2 separate regions of the Sus scrofa genome follow, and region 1 is linked to region 2. Evidence: chromatin contacts called from public HiChIP or PLAC-seq data. All regions are on one chromosome and are shown on one strand. The core of a region is the stretch at or near the end of the contact, and the rest is flanking DNA. Distances in the headings are between cores, read along the strand shown.

Evidence for each region. HiChIP or PLAC-seq counts read pairs in DNA pulled down with a chosen protein or histone mark.
Region 1: a contact with region 2 is called in an H3K27ac HiChIP or PLAC-seq map of alveolar macrophages. The contact joins the promoter of FJX1 here to the enhancer-like site in region 2. A contact is called at or near these places in 1 of 5 promoter capture datasets (liver), 16 of 47 Hi-C or Micro-C datasets (embryonic fibroblasts, epiblast stem cells, fetal liver and 9 more) and 2 of 2 datasets of contacts at active chromatin or transcription factors (alveolar macrophages and skeletal muscle).

What each region holds. Positions count from the first base shown.
Region 1 is chr2:25,422,138-25,424,837 of Sscrofa11.1, reverse strand. FJX1 (four-jointed box protein 1) reads left to right here and starts at 1,289. Exons shown (of 1, transcript XM_003353898.4): 1 at 1,289-2,700. The coding sequence starts at 1,931. It also overlaps a transcript of PAMR1 not described here.
Region 2 is chr2:25,264,077-25,266,801 of Sscrofa11.1, reverse strand. The region is part of intron 1 of LOC102157601 (a long non-coding RNA gene); the gene reads left to right. Among named protein-coding and RNA genes, the nearest start is that of LDLRAD3, 110 kb to the right of the region's middle. Within about 2 kb of position 1,366, at least 10 of the 83 cell types and tissues checked have an H3K27ac peak or open chromatin away from gene starts, as enhancers often do. A contact at or near this core is called in alveolar macrophages, liver, retroperitoneal adipose tissue and 1 more, where this site is marked.

The DNA of each region.
Region 1 (2,700 bases), core at 40-2,539, 160 kb before region 2:
AATATCATCAGGTAATATGTATAAAATGGCATGGTACTGCCACCGTGGGGTGCAGAAGAGATTCAGCAAAGACCCAACACTTCAGTCACTATGGAAACACTTGACACTACACTGGATCAGCACTGGAAGGCCCCAGGTGTGGTCCTTGGACCCTCTTAGTCACAAACTTTAGAGTATCTGCCCTCTAACTCTAGAATATTCATTCTTTGGAGCATAAATATAATCAAGGCCAGGTCATGAGCTGTTGCAGTGAAAACCCCCATTTGTATCTGATGGGGGATAAAAAGAAAGAAAAGAAACACATGAAAGGAAACAGATTTCAAACTCCTGCTTTCAGAGGTGGATTCCACCCCCATCCCCCCCAAACTTGTGTCTTACCTGAGAATCTTGATTTGGATCTGGGACACAGGCTCATTCAGGGAAGTGAGAGGGAGAGCCGATTCTTATCCAAGAGCTCTCTAGGAGGACTGAATGCAAAAGTGGCTGGAAGACAATATGGTTTGTTTTGTTTTGTTTTTTTATTCTTTACTTTTTTGCTCCTCCACCCCCTCCTCCAACCACTTCTTCCCTTAAACCATTAAACTATGAAGTCAAATGCAATATGGTGGATTTTTTTTTTCATTTGTTGAATTGAAAATCCTATTTGAGGAATATAGTGACTAGCTAAATGACAATGGTCTTTTAAAAAAGGAGAATGCTAACAACTTGATAAAGATAGTGAACTTTCTCCCTAGAGGGAAAATCAAGTGGCATGCTGCCCAGAGACCTCAGTTTGAATTTTAGTTTCTCCACTTGCTACCTCTGGGATCTTGAGTTCGCCTATCCCTTCTCTGCCTCAGTTTCCTCCTGGGCAAAAGAGGACCATTTCATTGGAGAAATGGTCTCCGAAGCCCCTTCTCCTGCATCAGATCTGATCCTCGGTAACAAAGCTCTCTGGGGCAACCGGTACATCTCCCTAGAATGTGAGCTTCGTAAGCACGGGGACCGCATCTCCGCATTTTACTGCTCTCTGACCAGAACTGAGGACAGATACTTTGTTGAACACCTGCCTAGGTGTTTGGGCACAGCAAAGTTTAATTCCCAGTGAGTCCCTCGGGAAAGGCGGAGCTACCAACCTCAAAGCGCACAGCCCTCAGGGACCAGTGTGGTGAGCGCGCTCAGGAAAGGGGGTGTCGGTTCAAAGTTGTTTGCTACAGATGGTTCTCCTAACCGGGCTGGAGTCATATCCTCTGTGGCTCGGAGAGATTCCCAGGGATTTACATAAGGCAGGGTGAATCACCGTCTGCAACGGAGAAGGCAAAGGGACCCGCCCCAATCCACGCCGGGCGGCGCGGAGAGAGCGGTGGGGGTTAGTCTGAACTTTGCTGGAGGACGGGAGCTTCCCTAGTGCAGGGACTCCGCGACCACTCTAACCCCCGCGAGAGCCAGAGGCGCGTAGCTCCCACCCCGCGTGACTTCAGCTCGGTGCTGCCGGCTCCGACGCCCCCACGCGGGCGCCGCCAACCCGGCTTCCTGCTCCTGGCCCCTAAGTCCCTGAGTGAGTGTGGGACCGCTTCTCCCGCTTGGAAAGAGCCATCGCCGCTTTAAGGGGAAGAGAAGAGGAAGGGGCGGGGGAGTGAAGGGGGGCGGGGAGCGGCGGAGGAGGAGGGGGAGGGGGATCCCCCCTCGCTCCCACGTGGTCCGGGCGCCTGTGAATCGCGCCCGCCGGAGGGTCTCACAGCGAAATACAAAAGCAGCTGGGAAGCGGCAGCGAGGCTAGTTCTCAGCGCCGGGCAGAGCGCCGGCTAGTCTCGCAGCGCCCCGCTGCAGCGATGGAGCTGAGGCGCCCGGAGCCCCGGAGCCAACGAGCTGCCGGGCCCGCCTCGCCGCCGAGACCCGGGCGCCGGGGCTTGGCTTGAAGCGGCGGCGGCACCGGCCCGGCCGGGGAAGCATGGGCTGGAGGATGCGGGGCGCCGCCGCCACCGCGGGGCTCTGGCTACTGGCGCTGGGCTCGCTGCTAGCGCTGTGGGGCGGGCTCCTGCCGCCGCGGACCGAGCTGCCCGCCTCTCAGACGCCCAAAGACCGACTCCCTCGGCGCCCGGCCCGGAGCGGAGGCCGGGAGCCAGCGCCTCGCTTCCCTCTGCCCCCGCCCCTGGCGCGGGACGCCCGCGGCGGCTCCCTGAAAACTTTCCGGGTTCTGCTCACCTTGGCGGCGAGCTCTGACGGCCCGCCCGGGCAGCCCCCGGGTGAGCGCAGGCGGCACGTGCCAACCGGACGGTCCTGGCCGGAGGAACGCGCCGCGGTGCACGGGGGCGTCTTCTGGAGCCGCGGCCTGGAGGAGCAGGTGCCCCCGGGCTTCTCCGAGGCCCAGGCGGCGGCGTGGCTGGAGGCGGCGCGCAGCGCCCGGGTGGTGGCCCTGGAGCGCGGGGGTTGCGGGCGCAGCTCCAACCGGCTGGCTCGCTTCGCCGACGGCACCCGCGCCTGCGTGCGCTACGGCATCAACCCGGAGCAGATACAGGGCGAGGCCCTGTCTTACTACCTGGCACGCCTGCTGGGCCTCCAGCGCCACGTGCCGCCGCTGGCACTGGCTCGGGTGGAAGCTCGGGGCGCGCAGTGGGCTCAGGTGCAGGAAGAGCTTCGTGCCGCTCACTGGACCGAGGGCAGCGTAGTAAGCCTGACTCGGTGGCTGCCCAACCTCACTGACGTGGTGGTGCCCGCACC
Region 2 (2,725 bases), core at 117-2,616:
TCAAGAGTAAGAGAATTCAATTTGGGAGGAAGAGCAGCTGAGACCCTTCCACTGAAGAGAACATACATAAGGGGTGGATCCATCCCCTCACCCTCTCAGCTCCAAACCCTCACACAATGTCTGATTTCAGAAAAAATATCGCGATTTCCTCATGGGAGGGAACAGAATAGGAAAAACAAAATCTCCACTCATGGCAACTTATTTTTTTCCCTTCTGAGGTAACTGGCGTTAGATAGTTGTAACATAGGATGTAAATGATTTTGTGTGTGGTGTTGGGGAAGAGGCGGGTCTCTGAAGGGTAGACAGACCTAAGAGTGATGGAATGAAGTGAAAAGTAAAATGTAGCCTAAATTGTTCAGGAGAGACTGTTCACATTATAAACCGCTTACCCCCCGTGTTGCATCTCCAGGGCATAGAGCAAGGTGTGGTCTTTTGTCCTTGGAAAATGGAATGAGCTTTCTCCTGATAACTGGGTTTTAGTAGCAGGCAGACTTGGTTCTAGTACTGGCTCTGTCCTTAACTAACTGGACCTACGGGGCTTAGTAGCACGCGTGACACATAGGAGGAACTTAGTGGTAGCTTGTGACTACCGTGTGATGACCATCACTCATCAAAACGGAGTCCTCTTTGGGCTGTTGATCCTCCCCAAGGCTACTTCTTTGCCCTTTCTGCCACACCCATCCAGTTACACTTCCATGTTAATTATAAGTATCTCAAATTATATGTATTTATTTGTTCATGTAGTTATTGTCTGTACCTCTTTGAAGCTTGTATTGTTTGTTCAATGCTGTATTATCAATGCTGATAAAATTGCCTGACACGAAATAGATGTTCAGAAATATTTGTGGACTTGCTAACTGACATCTTGCTGGCATTTGTATCCAGAGTTACTCCAAATATTACATCTTGATGCAGAAACCTGAGAAACACTTTTAGCGACATTTACCCCAGCATGAGCGTCCACGTGGTGCCACCAAAAGGTATCTGCTCTTCCCAGGAGAAGAAGAGAGTTAGGAGTGCCAGCCCTGCTCTGCCACCAATAAGCTGTACAGAGTTTGGCAGGTAGCTTCCCTCTCAAATACTCATAAAATGAGGAGCAAGAGTCAACTAGATGGAAGGGTCTCTCTGCCTCTTCCACTCTTAGATCTTAGCGTAGGAAGAAGTGACAGTGGGAAGGGAAAAATGCTTTCTCTAAGAATCCCAGCTCTTCTTCCTGTGTGTGTGTGTGTGTGTGTGTCCCATGTACGTGCTTGTGTATGAGAGAGAGAGAGAACATGAGAACTGGGGCTGGCCAGGAGAACGAGGCCAGTTATGGAGAGGGACATCTTGCCAAATGCTTTGGACTGCGTATTCCAATTCCCCCTAGACTCACGTATTAAAATCCTAACCCCAGGGTGATGGTATGAGGCAGCAGGGCCTTTGTGGAGCAGTTAGGTCACGAGCATGGATCTCTTCTGTGAGGAAACAGTGAGGAGTCAGCAGTTTGCAACCCCCAAGAGGGCTCTCCCCAGAACCTGACCAGGATCTCAGACTGCCCGCCTCCAGACCTGGGAGATACAGATTCTTGCTGATGGACCATCCAGTGTCTGGTACTTTGTTATGGCAGCCCAGGCACACTGACACCAGATGTGCATAAGCCATGATAGAATATATTGGAGTCAAGTAAATGGAGTGGCGAGGGGGCTAAACAAAGCTGAACAGATTTCTTTCCTTTAGGACTTCTTGGACCTTGTAATATGTTCAGTTGCATTGTGGAACTTCAAGAAGGGGCTACGACATGGTTTTCTGGTGTTCCAGCTAACAATTTTAGGAAACACTGATTTAGGGATGAGTGTGATGGACCCCATTTAACTAGTGAAAAAAAAAACTGAGGCCCAGAGAGATTACATGATTTGCCTGAGGTCCTGTAGCTTTTGGGAAACCTGAGTTCTTATCCATGTTTGGCTACCATCTCCTAGAAAAGAGAGTATGTTTACTGGCCTAAGAGCTCACATTAGAACATTCTAAGAGACACCCCAGGATTCCTTCTTTGATACGAAAAGGAAGCATTGCATAGGCCAGAGTTCTTAGGCTCAGGCCTTCACAAACAGCATTAAGCATAATGCACGCTGCCTTATCAGAGTGTATCTAGAACCAGGCTATGGTTTTCTCTCATTGGTTTCCCTCTTTCTCGTTAGTTCTATGTATCTGTTTGTCTGTCTCCCTGCCTGTCTGCCTGCCTGCCTGCCTATCTCTCCCTCTCCCTCTCCCTCTCCCTCTCCCTCTCCCTCTCCCTCTCCCTCTCTCTCTCTCTCTCTCTCTCTCTCTCTCTCTCTCTCTCTCTCTCTCTCTCTCTATCTAGTTCTCTCTTCCCCTGGTACTCTGAGGTTCTCTCTCTCGGTCTCCCAGTTTGAAGGTGCTCAGTTCGTCTTGTGCATTGACCCATCTCTTTATTCCAGCTTAATGGATACATTTGTTTTCTGGACCAGGCCATTAAAAGGGGCATTTGTGTCTGGCCTCCAACAGCATTAACAGTGGACCATTCTCAAGTGCCTCACCTGGCACTTTAGCTTTGAACCTTCATGTGCACTCATGGGGGTATCAGTGTGGCAGGTAACAGCACAGGGGTGGGAGATGCCAGTGAGTGTGTGTGTACGCACACACGCACACAGGTGCTTAGGCGCATGCACAATGCCAGAGGGAAGTGTGCACACGTCAGGAAGAATAATGACTTGGCACCCCTCCA